Linked DNA regions of Mus musculus: all the other regions are linked to region 1. Evidence: chromatin contacts called from public HiChIP or PLAC-seq and promoter capture Hi-C data. All regions are on one chromosome and are shown on one strand. The core of a region is the stretch at or near the end of the contact, and the rest is flanking DNA. Distances in the headings are between cores, read along the strand shown.

The links. Promoter capture Hi-C pulls out the DNA fragments that hold promoters and counts their contacts. HiChIP or PLAC-seq counts read pairs in DNA pulled down with a chosen protein or histone mark.
Region 2: an HNF4G HiChIP or PLAC-seq map of pancreatic cancer cells shows a contact between it and region 1. The contact joins the promoter of Vamp5 here to the promoter of Krcc1 in region 1. A contact is called at or near these places in 1 of 39 promoter capture datasets (pre-B cells) and 1 of 115 datasets of contacts at active chromatin or transcription factors (pancreatic cancer cells).
Region 3: a contact with region 1 is called in a promoter capture Hi-C map of pre-B cells, with 3 times the contacts expected there. The contact joins the promoter of Rnf181 here to the promoter of Krcc1 in region 1. A contact is called at or near these places in 5 of 39 promoter capture datasets (3T3-L1-derived adipocytes, hippocampal neurons, liver and 1 more), 1 of 484 Hi-C or Micro-C datasets (pre-B cells) and 1 of 9 other capture datasets (liver).

What each region holds. Positions count from the first base shown.
Region 1 is chr6:71,269,684-71,273,530 of GRCm38.p6, reverse strand. Krcc1 (lysine-rich coiled-coil 1) reads right to left here and starts at 1,854. Exons shown (of 3, transcript NM_001354706.1): 1 at 1,691-1,854. Mir8112 (microRNA 8112) reads right to left here and starts at 1,860; the gene lies at 1,730-1,860.
Region 2 is chr6:72,378,624-72,382,470 of GRCm38.p6, reverse strand. Vamp5 (vesicle-associated membrane protein 5) reads left to right here and starts at 2,003. Exons shown (of 3, transcript NM_016872.4): 1 at 2,003-2,090. The coding sequence starts at 2,088. It overlaps Gm52494 (a long non-coding RNA gene), which reads right to left and starts at 3,189. Exons shown (of 3, transcript XR_003956310.1): 1 at 2,698-3,189; 2 at 2,367-2,574.
Region 3 is chr6:72,360,197-72,364,043 of GRCm38.p6, reverse strand. It overlaps Rnf181 (ring finger protein 181), which reads left to right and starts at 1,612. Exons shown (of 5, transcript NM_025607.4): 1 at 1,612-1,803; 2 at 2,505-2,632; 3 at 2,818-2,927; 4 at 3,095-3,169; 5 at 3,402-3,847. The coding sequence starts at 1,679. The coding sequence ends at 3,461.

The DNA.
Region 1 (3,847 bases), core at 605-3,104:
CTTACTACATGGAAGTGTTCATAAAAATGTTTTAAGGATACTATTTTACTCCTGTGCTACTTCTCCAAATTGTGAAAGGACATAAAATACAGATATCATGAAAAAAGTTACTTTTAGTGTTATATTTACAGGTATTATATATAGAAAAGGAATCTAAATTATCCTGTGATAGTCTGGCTTCCATTATCTTTCACACTGGAGACAAGGAGCAATATAAGGTAAAAGTACTAAAAATAGTTTTTCTGTTTCTTGGTGTTTTACTGAACTCTTCTGCAGTGGGGAATCAAATGCCACGATATAAAATTATTTCCAAAACTGCTTTAAAGATTTATCTCACAGGTGCAGGCTGTCTCAGGTGTGTAGTACCTATAACACACACACACACACATCTACTGGGGTAGTCTACAGCTTTTGTGTTTTGGTAAATGTGTTGGTGAGAATGTCAAAACTCTCCAAACCTCCATCCATAAAAAGCGACTTAAATCACAATTTAACACGGTGCCCAGTGTCAAGTGCCTGGGACACCCCTGCCACACTTTAAGGAAAAGCTCTGGCTGTCAGGTTTACTGTTTATTTTAGCCCTCAACAGATGACACGCCTCCGTGTTTGTGATGCTGGGGTCTAAGGAGTTCTACCCACAGTAGAGCTCACTCTTAAAAAGCTAACAAATTCTGCCCGGTCCCAGGCCATTTTTGTTTTTTTTCCTGAGGTAGTGTTTCACTCTATAGCTCGTGCTGGCTAGGAATTCTCATGTAGACCAGGATGGCCTCTGCCCCTCCACTGCTAGGGATTTAAGGCGCTCAGCACCACGCCCAACAAAGACTCTAACTATCCCCTCATTTTAAGCTTATTTCCCACAGCTCAGCGGTCTTTCAGAGTCTATAGAAGCAATTCTTTGAAATGTAACTGGGATGAAGGAGGCGCCTAACTTCCTAGTTCTCAGCCGGCAGAAGCAATGCCTAACCCTTGGGGAGTTTTCACCTCTCCTGTCTACTTCAGGCCTTCTCTCCTTACACTTTTTTTTAAAGGCCAAAGTCACTCGGAGCACTCCAGAACACAGCTCAGTTCTGCTCCTAGTCAGTAGGGTTGGAATAAAATCTTGCTTCTCGCCACTCTCACACTGGTCAAAAAATGCTAAAACTCGGGTTACTACGGTCAAGAGACGTCTGGACATTTTTTTCTAACTCGTCTTCCTGGCAATCCAGAAGCCTAGAAAAGCTTCGGGGTGATCCGTCCCCTCCACCTCACCTCTCCTCTTCCTTGAGGAAACCTGGAAGCTCCCACCCTCCTGTCCAGAGCTCCCTAATTCCCCACTCATGCCTGTCGCTAAGTGGCCTGCTGGGAAGTCTCCTGTCCACGCTCCTGCACCAAACCGAGGCTGCTCTCTCCCGGGGTCGCTGGAGGACGGGGATTCCTCACTGAACCCCCACTGCCCTCGGCTCGGCCGCCTCTTCTCCTAGCCCCCTCGGACCTCGGCTTCCTCGCCAGGCCGTGAGGTCCCTCGGCCATGGCGCCGCGGATGCTGAGGGGTTCTGAGGAGAGAGTCAGGCGCTCCGAGGGGGGCCGCGCCCGGCTCTCGTCGGCCATTTCGAAGGCGCGGCGGGGCGGGGCCGGGGCGCTCGGCCTTCACCAGGCCGCGGGAGTTGAGGGCTGGAGCTCGGGCCGCCCCCGCCGCCGGGCGGGAACTCACCTTCTCTGAGGCAGGGGCGGGCGTCTACAACTACTGTCCCCCTCCCCGCCAACAACGCCGGCCGGGGGTCAGAGGCTGCGGTGGAGGTGGCGGAGAGGCAGAGACACCGCTGCCGCCGCCGCCGCCTCCGCCGCAGAGCAGGCGGGGTGGGAGGGGGGGAGGAGGCGGAGACCTGACTTCCTGAGGGGAAGTCGCCGCCACCACCCGCGGCTGACTGGACAGCGCCAGCGCCATGGCGGCGGGGGCGCGCAGGTGCGCGTGCGCAGCAGGGCGGCCGAGCCCTCGGGAAATTTTCTAGCCCCGCCCTCCATGTGTGCTCCGCCCCTTCCCGCCATTTCGGACTAACCGGCTCTGTCCGTGTGGGTAGGAGCTTGGGTGTCGGTCCTTCTTGCCATTGGAGGAAAGAAACCTAGTGACGAGGTTCAGCCCGGAAGCCAAAGTGAGTCTGGAAATGTATGGATCCACCGGCCAAAATATCTAAGAAACGCACATCTGCCTTTCCTCTTTCTTGTGCTCTTATATTAAGACTAAATATTAAGCACCATCCCTGCTCATGGTACGTTGCTAGCTAGCATAGTCCATAAATTCCCTCTTAGATTATACACGTTCGTGCATAGTATTCCTCAAAGCACACACACGGTATGCTCACCATACACGCTCCTATTACATAGATACAACATCACACAGGTACTACTAAAGTATATTTTAGTTTTCTTTACATGGTCATTATTTTGTGTGGAGCGGAGTGAGGGTGGGGCTCCTTTTACCTTATGCACCCCAGAAGTCGAACTCAGCTTCTGGGGCTTGGCAGCACACCGACCCATGTGTAATAGGGTCTTACTTTAGCTCAGGCTGGTCCCAAGCATGGATTGAAGTAATCACTTAAAAACCTCAGATGGACTGAGAAGCCCAGAGTTGACTGTTGACTGCTGAAGCTTCTGATAAGGAGATCCACATACCAGACCCGCTAGCCTCTCCCACTTCCTGACTGCAGGGGAACTGACCTGCAAATGGAATCTTCCAACCCCAAAGCTCCCTCCCTCCGCCTCCCCCCCCCCCTTTCAGTCCTACAAAACCCAACCCCTTACTCCCCAACACGTGCCACTTGGGCATAGTCTCACTTCCCTGAGAGACTGCAGCCCTTCAGTTCTGATTAAAGATCAGTTCTGTTTCAGGAGATGTCTGTCTACCCTTCATTTCCACTCGCCTTCACCAATCCCTTTCTATCATCTCTCAGTCTCGCAAGGGCTGAAATTTAACGAGTGAGCCAGGAAGCTCCACTAGGGTCTTTGGTTTTTAAAGCCGAAGACTGCTTTACTCCCAGGCTGGCCTGGAATACAGGATCCTTCTACCTCAGACTCCCAAGTGCTGGAATTAGAAGCCCCTTCACCCACTGGACCATGTTAAAGGCCCTGCTTCCGGTTAATACTACACTACTGTGTAAGTCAACAGGCTGCACTTGCTTCCGTTGCCAAGCATTGCCACTCCCCGACTGCCTAATAAACTCCGTCCGTAAAAGGCTTCACACAGAGACAAGCAGTCCATTAATGATTCCACGCTTATTAATAACACAGGGACAAGAGAGAACCTGAGGTTTTGGTCTGTGCTGTAATTAGACAACATATAATGGGCTATTATGTGAGTGACTTTCTCTCTTCCCTCTACCCTTTAAAAATATTTATTAATTTTATTTTTAAAATATTCTGTATTACATAAAAACTTACAAAGAAATAGAAACGTGGTGTTCCTAAAGATCTGCTCATAATCGTGTGTGTGTGTGTGTGTGTGTGTGTAGTGTGTTTCTTTTTTTGGCTTTTCGAGACAGGGTTTCTCTGTAGCCCTGGCTGTCCTGGAACTCATTTTGTAGATCAGGCTGGCCTCGAACTCAGAAATCCGCCTGCCTCTGCCTCCCAAGTGCTGGGATTAAAGGTGTGTGCCAGCCACCACGCCCTGCGTGTAGTGTGTTTCTGTGTGGAGACGGTATGTGCCCATGTGTGTGTGTCCTAGGAGGTCAGATGCATCAGATCCCCTGGAGACATGTCTGGTTATAAGTGGTCTGATGTGGGTTTTGGGAACCTGACTCAGGTCCTTTGCAAAAGCAGTACAGAGCTCTTAACCTTTGAGCCATCTGGGTAGCCCTTCACCTTTATTTTCAAT
Region 2 (3,847 bases), core at 754-3,253, 1.1 Mb before region 1:
CTTTCTTTCTTTCTTTCTTTCTTTCTTTTAATAGACAAAGTCTTACTTTGTAGCCTTGAAGCCTAGGTTAAGCTGTCCTGGAATTTACTATATATGACCCAGGCTGGTCTCAAACTCAGTCAATCCTCCTGCCTCATCCTCTTAAGTGTTAGGATCACAACCATAGCTACAGAGCCAGCTCAGTTTTCTGTTTGGTTTTGTTTTATTTTGTCTTCGGGCAGGCTCTCATGTAGTAACTGCTCACATTCATTAGACAGCAGGCCATGGCTGTGAACCTTGACCCTTCTGCTGCTGGCTCGCCGATGCTGCCATCTACCACCAAGTCTGGTTTGTATGATGCGGGACATCAAACCCAGGGCTTGGGGCAAAACAGGCAAGCCCATCCCCAGCATCCATTTACAATTGAGTTTTTGCCTTAAAACTAAAGTCTTTTTAAAAACTCTTTGTTCTTTAAATTATTTTTATTTTATGTGTAAAGATGCTTCCTCTGCATGTGTGACTGTGACCATGTGTGACACGTGTCCTTGGAGGCCAGAACAGGGCATCGGATCCCCCGGAGCTGGAGTTAACAGACCGCAGTGAGCTGGCATGTAGTGAGCTGGCATGTAGTGAGCTGGCATGTAGTGAGCTGGCATGTAGGTGCTGACAATTAAACCTCAGTCCTCTGGAGGGGCAGCCAGGACTCTTAACTGCTGAGCCGTCTCTGCGGTCTCACATTTTAGCCTTCGATTAAGCACATAAAACAGCACCACTTAATATATTCCTCCGTGAGCTTTTTGTGGAATTCAGAGCACAGCGTATCCTTTACAAGTCTTCAGGCTTTCTGCACCTTTTGCACAGTTCTTTACAAACAACCTCATTTTAACCTTGAAGTTGGCCTGAGGCTGGGACGGGCCAATGAGATTAAGGAAAGGACTTCTCAGTTCCCAGTTCTGCAAGAAAAGCCGCAGTTTCCTCGGCATCTCTCTTCGTCAAGAACTCCATCTTCCTCACCTGTTAGAGGACCATCCCGCAAGGCCCACACCAGGAATCTAAGAGAAAGTGTGTGTTCTCAGGCTGGGCAACACCTGTTTGTTTTCCTTGCAGCAGCTTGCAACTCTGTCCTAAACTCATGCTGTGAAACTCTTCAAGACAGTCTGTGTAGTTTGTATTTTATTCTTATCCAAAAGAGATGGTCTCTGCTTGAGTACCACTTTGGAAGCTGGCTCCCATCTTCTCCTTTGCCTCTTCTGCCTCTTGTTGGTTCAAAACTTGAGATCCATCCACACACCATTGAGACTTTTAGCTCACAGAAATGTCTGCAACACTTTAGCATTTTAAAAATCTTCCTCCCCCAATGTATGGAGATCAGAGGCCAACTTGCAGGAGTTGGTTCTTTCCACAACGCGAGTCCATTTTTTAAAAAGATTTATTTATTTATTATATGTAAGTACACTGTAGCTGTCTTCAGACACTCCAGAAGAGGGCGTCAGATCTTGTTACAGATGGTTGTGAGCCACCATGTGGTTGCTGGGATTTGAACTCCGGACCTTCGGAAGAGCAGTCGGGTGCTCTTACCCACTGAGCCATCTCACCAGCCCTAGCTTACCATTTTTAAGGGTATAACTCGGTGACATACAATGTATTCAGAATACTGCCTGTTCCGTCTGTAAATAATCAGAACTTTGGAGTGGTTGGTGTGTTTTTAATTTCGGGTGAGACGCACTCACCAAGGTGGCAAATACTTCTGGCTTGTTCATGTCAGCTCCAGCACATAGCTCCCACAGATGCTTTTTGCATGACGGAATGACGCCTCCTGGGCTAACTCCTGATGCAGCCCCAGATCCAAGAGACATCGGTCCCCAATTCACCAGGCTGGGGTGTCATCGGAAATCGGACGCCTGTGGCCCGGTAGGAGGCGCCCCACGGGTCCTGTCACCGCTTTCGGTTTGCCCGGGACGGGCACCTCTGAGAAGGCGCGCCCCCCTCCCTCTTGGGCTGCGGGCCCGCCCCGCCCCACGGCTTCCTCCCGGGCCGCGGGCACTGAGGCCGCTCGGGGCAGAGGAATCGGAGCCGGCGAGCAGGCAGCGGCGGCGGCTGCGGAGGCAATGGTGAGACGGGCAGGGGCAGAGGGCGATTGTGCAGGGGCAAAAAGCAGGATTCTGAACCCCAGGGGCATAGGTCACGCTGGTCGCACGGACTAGTCCCCAACTTTGCAGGCAACCGGGGAGGGAGACTTCGGAGTGCGCCCCGTCGGGGCAGAGTGAGCGGTGCTACAGCTTCCCACGCTCCTGGAGCAGTTATCAGCTCCCGGCAATACCGGGCAAGTTACTTAACCTCCACGAGCCTCCTTTTCCGCGCAGTGAAGTAGGGGCAGCAATACTTACCTTGGTGGGTCCTTGAGAGGTTAAAGAAGATGTTTATGGTCGCTGCTGCCAGGCACTCAGAACCCTTTGCTGAGAAGTGGTAGGTAATGCGATGACCTCTCCAGCTCTTCCCCAGGCTAAGAGGAGCCAGAGCTGGCCCAAGGGTTGGAAACCTGAGCAGATGCCTGGTAGAGGCCCCGTGCTGACGTGCTGACAGATAAACACTTCCCTGGGGGAAAAGAGAAAATAAGTTGTTTACTATAAAAGTTCCATGAAGTTATCCCTGTGACCCAGCCTGCTGACTCTTTCCTAACCTCTACCTAGTAACATAATCATGAGTTGAGTCACCTACATTCACTCCTGCTGCAGACTTGCCATTTCCAAGACAAAAGTGTCAGGGACCACTGATGCCTGGATCCCACCTTCCAGGGCTCCTGGGAAGGTGGCCAGACTGGAAGCAAGTTTAGTACTCTAAGATGGGATGGATGTGGCCTGGCTAGGGGTGGCAATGCCTGGATGGCCTCATCTCTAGGGAACTGGAGGCAGGAAAGGGAAGTGTGGCAGGAAGGTAGCCCTAAGCTTTGAGGCCACACCAGGAAACCGAGGGAGGCTCTGAGAATGGGCTGGAGCTGAGAGCCCACTTCCGAGAGTACAGGGCAGAGATGGTCTTTCAACTGGCTCTCAGCTCTTGAGGAGAAGTTCTGAAAAGAAGGCTGCGCCAGGTTAGGTTATCTGGCTGTTCAGGAGAACCTTGGGGGTTCAGAGTCTGGGGGATGCATTAATTTTATCCCTTCAGCCTGTCTCCAGCTCCATCATCTATCTCTTCTTCCCTTGTCCCCCTTTCTGTCTCCAGCTCTTTCCTCCTGCATCCCATCCCTCTGACTACCATATATACCCCCACCCCCAACTGATTTCCCTTTCCTTTCCCTTTTCTTCACTGGGACTCATTCAGTCAAAATGATTTAAGAAAAAAATTCTTTTTTGCCATTGGAATAGCACAAAACAGTGATGGAGGAGATGAAAATGAGAGATGGAAATGAGCAATATTTTTTTGCATGTGTGGTATGCACGCTTGTTCACGTGTCTGGGCACATGCCTGTTTAGATACATGTGGAAGTCAGAGGCTGATGTCAGGTGTCTTATTAAACAGCTTTCCACTTTATTTTTGGAGACGGGATCTCTGGTTCAACCTGGAGCTCACCAGTTTGTCTCGTCTAGCTGCCAGCTTGTCCTTGGGACCGGCCCCTTCTTCCTGCCCCTAGGATTACAGGCAGACTGCCTGGCTTTTATGTGGGTGCTAGGGAGTCAGACTCTGGTCCCCAAACTTGTGCAACAGGGGATTTATTTATGGAGGCATCTTCCTAGCACCATAGATCATTTTAAAAGATTTTATTCATGTGTATGAATTTTCCCCTGCATGTATGTGTGCGGGGTACCATGTGTGTGCAGTGCCTGTGGAGGCCAGAAGAGGGAATTTCACCTTGTACTGGAATTTTAGGCAC
Region 3 (3,847 bases), core at 363-2,862, 1.1 Mb before region 1:
AAGCAACTTGTGGAGGAGAGGGTTTATTTCATCTTAAAATTATACTCCACCATGAAGGTAAGTCAGGACGGAAAATCATGGCAAGAACATGAGGCAAGAGCTGCAGCAGAGGCTATGGAAGAACACTGCTGACCGGCTCTTTCATCCTGCTTCCTATACACCCCAGGACCTGCCCTGGGGTGTTACTTCCCACTGTGAGCTGGGCCCGTCTATATCAGTCATTAATCAAGAAAATGACTAGTCTACAGGCCAATGGAATGGAGGCATTTTCTCAGGGTTTGAGGGTCCTTCTTCCCAGATGATCTTAGCTTATGTCAAGTTGACAAAAAGATAACAAACATACAGGGCTTAAGACAATACTGTTTGTTTGTTTGTTTGTTTGTTAGAGGCAGTGTTTCCCTAAAAGCCCAGTGGCCTCTTAAATTCTGAGACGATGGGTGTATGCCACCTTGAGAGCTCTAAGCACTTGTTACCTTCCTTGGGTTTATTATCATCTTCCTCTTCTGAGAAAGATGGGGGGATAGCACTTTGCCCTGCTAGGTGGGTCAGCAGCACTCACTTTGGGCAAGCTACTTCTGAGACCCAGGTCAGTGGTAGAGCAGATGCTCAGCATGAACTCTAAGGCCCCTCTGAGGTGCCGCACTACAGTACTAGACAATTACAATCAGGTATTTATGGAATGCTCTTTTCCTGAATATGCCTCTCCTTTGAATTTTTTTAAAGACAGGATTTTACTATGTAGCCCACGCTGGTCTTAAGTTTGCAATCCTCTGGCGGTCACTCCCCCCCTTTTCAAAAATTTCAAAAAAATTTATTTTATAACTATGTGTGCTTTGTCAGGTGAATGTAGGTACCGGGGAGGAGGAGCAAAGAGGCATTACCTGGAGCTGGAATTACAGTAAACTGCCCAAGTTGAACTCCTAATCATGCATGGTTTTGTCTATTTTCCTTCTTTTATTGTTTATATTTATTTGTTTTAATTTTTATTTTTATTGATTGAGACAAGGTCTCAACTTTTTAGCCTTGGCTGGCCTCCCACTCACAGAAAAACACCTGGCTCTGCCTCCTGAGTGCCAGACTTAAAGACATGCACCATCGATTGCTTTATTTATTTATAATACGAGTGGGTGTCTTGCTGCATGTCTGTCTGTCTGTCACTTATTTGCCTGGTGCCCGCAGAGCATCAGACCCTCTGGAAATAGTGTTGTGCGCCATCCAGTGGGTGCTGGGACTAAAACTTGGGTGCGCTGAGCCATCTCTCCAGGCCCTTCACCCATTTTTATGCATAAAACATAATCAATGCGTGGGAATTTTCCTTTCAGGGAGTAGGTGGAACATGCAGGTAAACTCAGCCAAGGAGACACAGTAGAGATACTTCCGGCTTGGACTGGCACTTCTAGAAACCGGCGAGAGCCCTCAGATCCTGGCTCCGAAAAGTCCCCGGAATTTCCTCTTTCTCCAACCCCATTGGCTTTAGTCTTTGGTCACCTGACTTATCCAACCAACGAGAGGCGGCTGCATCGGTACTTCCGCCTCTGTGTGCGAGTCACTATGCCCACCCCAGGAGCACTCTGATTGGCTCTCCTCTTGAAATTCGATCGCTTATTGGCCAGCGCTGGATTCGGCTCTCCAGCGGCAACCTAAAGCTGTGTCAGACAAGCCCGGCAGCCCAGGAGCCATGGCGTCTTATTTTGATGAGCACGACTGCGAGCCGTTGAACCCTGAGCGTGAGGCCCGCAACAATATGTTGCTGGAACTCGCGAGAAGAGTGCGCGGGGCTTGGAGCTGGGCCCCGGGCGGCAGGTTTCTGGGTTGGGGTTTGGCGGAGAGGGCGGGTTAACCTGGGAGGTGGGGTAAATAATGTTAGTCAGGGCGACGCGATTAGTCGAGTCGGAGTCGTTAATTTGGGCTATTAATGAGTAGGGCCCGCCAGGGGATCGTGGGAAAGACGAAGATAGAAAGGGTGGGTGTAGCAAAGGGAGGCACGGGACAAGATTGTCATGGGGGCGGACACGGCCTGTGCCCAAGTGTGTAAACTGGGTAGTGTTTTGCTAGTAATAAGCAAGGAGAGAAACTCACTGCTGTCCTGGAATCAACTTTGGCTTATTCCTGAACGACTTCTTTGAGACTGCTATTTCTAGTAAAATGGGAAAGTTGCCTGGAGTGATAGTGCACACCTTTAATCCAACTACTTGGGAGGTAGAAAGAAAAAGGGAAAAGCGAGCCGGGGTTGATTGAGAGCTGTGCTGGTGGGTTTGTTTCGTGTGTGTGTGTTTTGCTTAGAGACAATCTCACTATGTATCCCTGACTGGCCTCGAACTCACAGCCTCCCAAGTGTTGTGACTAAATGCATGGGCCACCACCTCTGGCTCCCACCCTACTGAGGAGCTCTTGTGCACTATTCGTTATTATTACTATTTTAGCCAGGACAGGTATTTCCCAGTGGATTATGGGGGCCGGAACTAGATGATTTCCTTAGTTCTGATTTATACTTTCTCCCTCAGATCACTCTTTAATAGGATGGACTTTGAGGACCTGGGATTGGTAGATTGGGAACACCACCTTCCCCCACCAGCTGCCAAGGCTGTGGTGGAGAGCCTCCCTAGAACAGTCATCAGTAGCGCCAAGGCTGGTGAGGACACAAGGCCTTTTTTGTTTTTTTTTTCTGTTTAGGGCAGATAAGCCAGACCTGCCTGCCTGCCGACTCCCCCTAGCCACCAACAATCTGGCCTGTTAGTGTTCTAGGCCAAGCCTGTGTCTGAGTGGGAGGTTGGGTTGGGCCTTAACTGCTCTCCTGATCGACACTTCCTCTTCAAGATCTCAAGTGCCCCGTGTGCCTTTTGGAATTTGAGGCGGAGGAGACTGTGATTGAGATGCCCTGCCATCATCTCTTCCATTCCAACTGCATTCTGCCCTGGCTAAGTAAGGTACTCGGTCCATCCCTTCCCGGCCCCAACACCAGTTCCCGCCAGTTCCTAAGCGGCTTTTTTTTTTTTTTTTTTTTTGGTAATGGACTGGGGTGAAATCAAGGGAGAGAGCAGGGCTGGAAGGCAGGAGCAGGAAAGGACCGGAATACCGCTCTTGATTTCTCTAGACAAATTCCTGCCCTCTGTGCCGCCATGAGCTGCCCACTGATGATGACAGCTATGAAGAGCACAAGAAAGACAAGGTCTGGTCACCCCACCCCTGCTGCACACTCCCCACTCCTCAGCAGGCTTGGCTAGGCCTCTGAACGCCCCCCTCACTTGGGCTCCCTTCCAAGTCAGTGTGGTGAGGGCAAAGGTCTCAGCATTGTTAATGTTAGAAGCCTGAAAAGAGACCCCGTGACAGCTGCTCTCTGCATGGTCCTATCCATGAGTATTCAGACCCAGCCTTGCCTAAGCCTGGCGTCTTTCTTCTAGGCTCGCAGGCAGCAGCAGCAGCACCGCCTGGAGAACCTCCACGGAGCCATGTACACGTGAGGCAGCTGCCAGGGCTGAGCGCTCAGCCTCTCTGATACCTTCCCTCTGCACTCTGAATCATTAAAGGTTTCTTTACCCACCCTGCAGCTGCACGGCTCACCAGCCGAAGCAGGGGCTCCTTCCGAATCCTCCACCCTGCTGCTAGCCAGAAAGATGTCAAAGGTGTCAAATGTCCGAAGGTGCCAGGCTGCAATTCCCTCTGCCAGCCTCTAGACTCTGGGTGGTGGGGCCCTAGAACAACCAGGGCTTGGGTCTGAGTGTTCTTTTAGAAGTCAAACTGTGTCAGAGCCTGGCGCTTTGTAGCTGTTTAAAACTGATAAATTAACTTGCACCACCCCACTCCGGAAATCTCTAGTTAACCTTGGAACCTTTAGTTAACCGTGGAA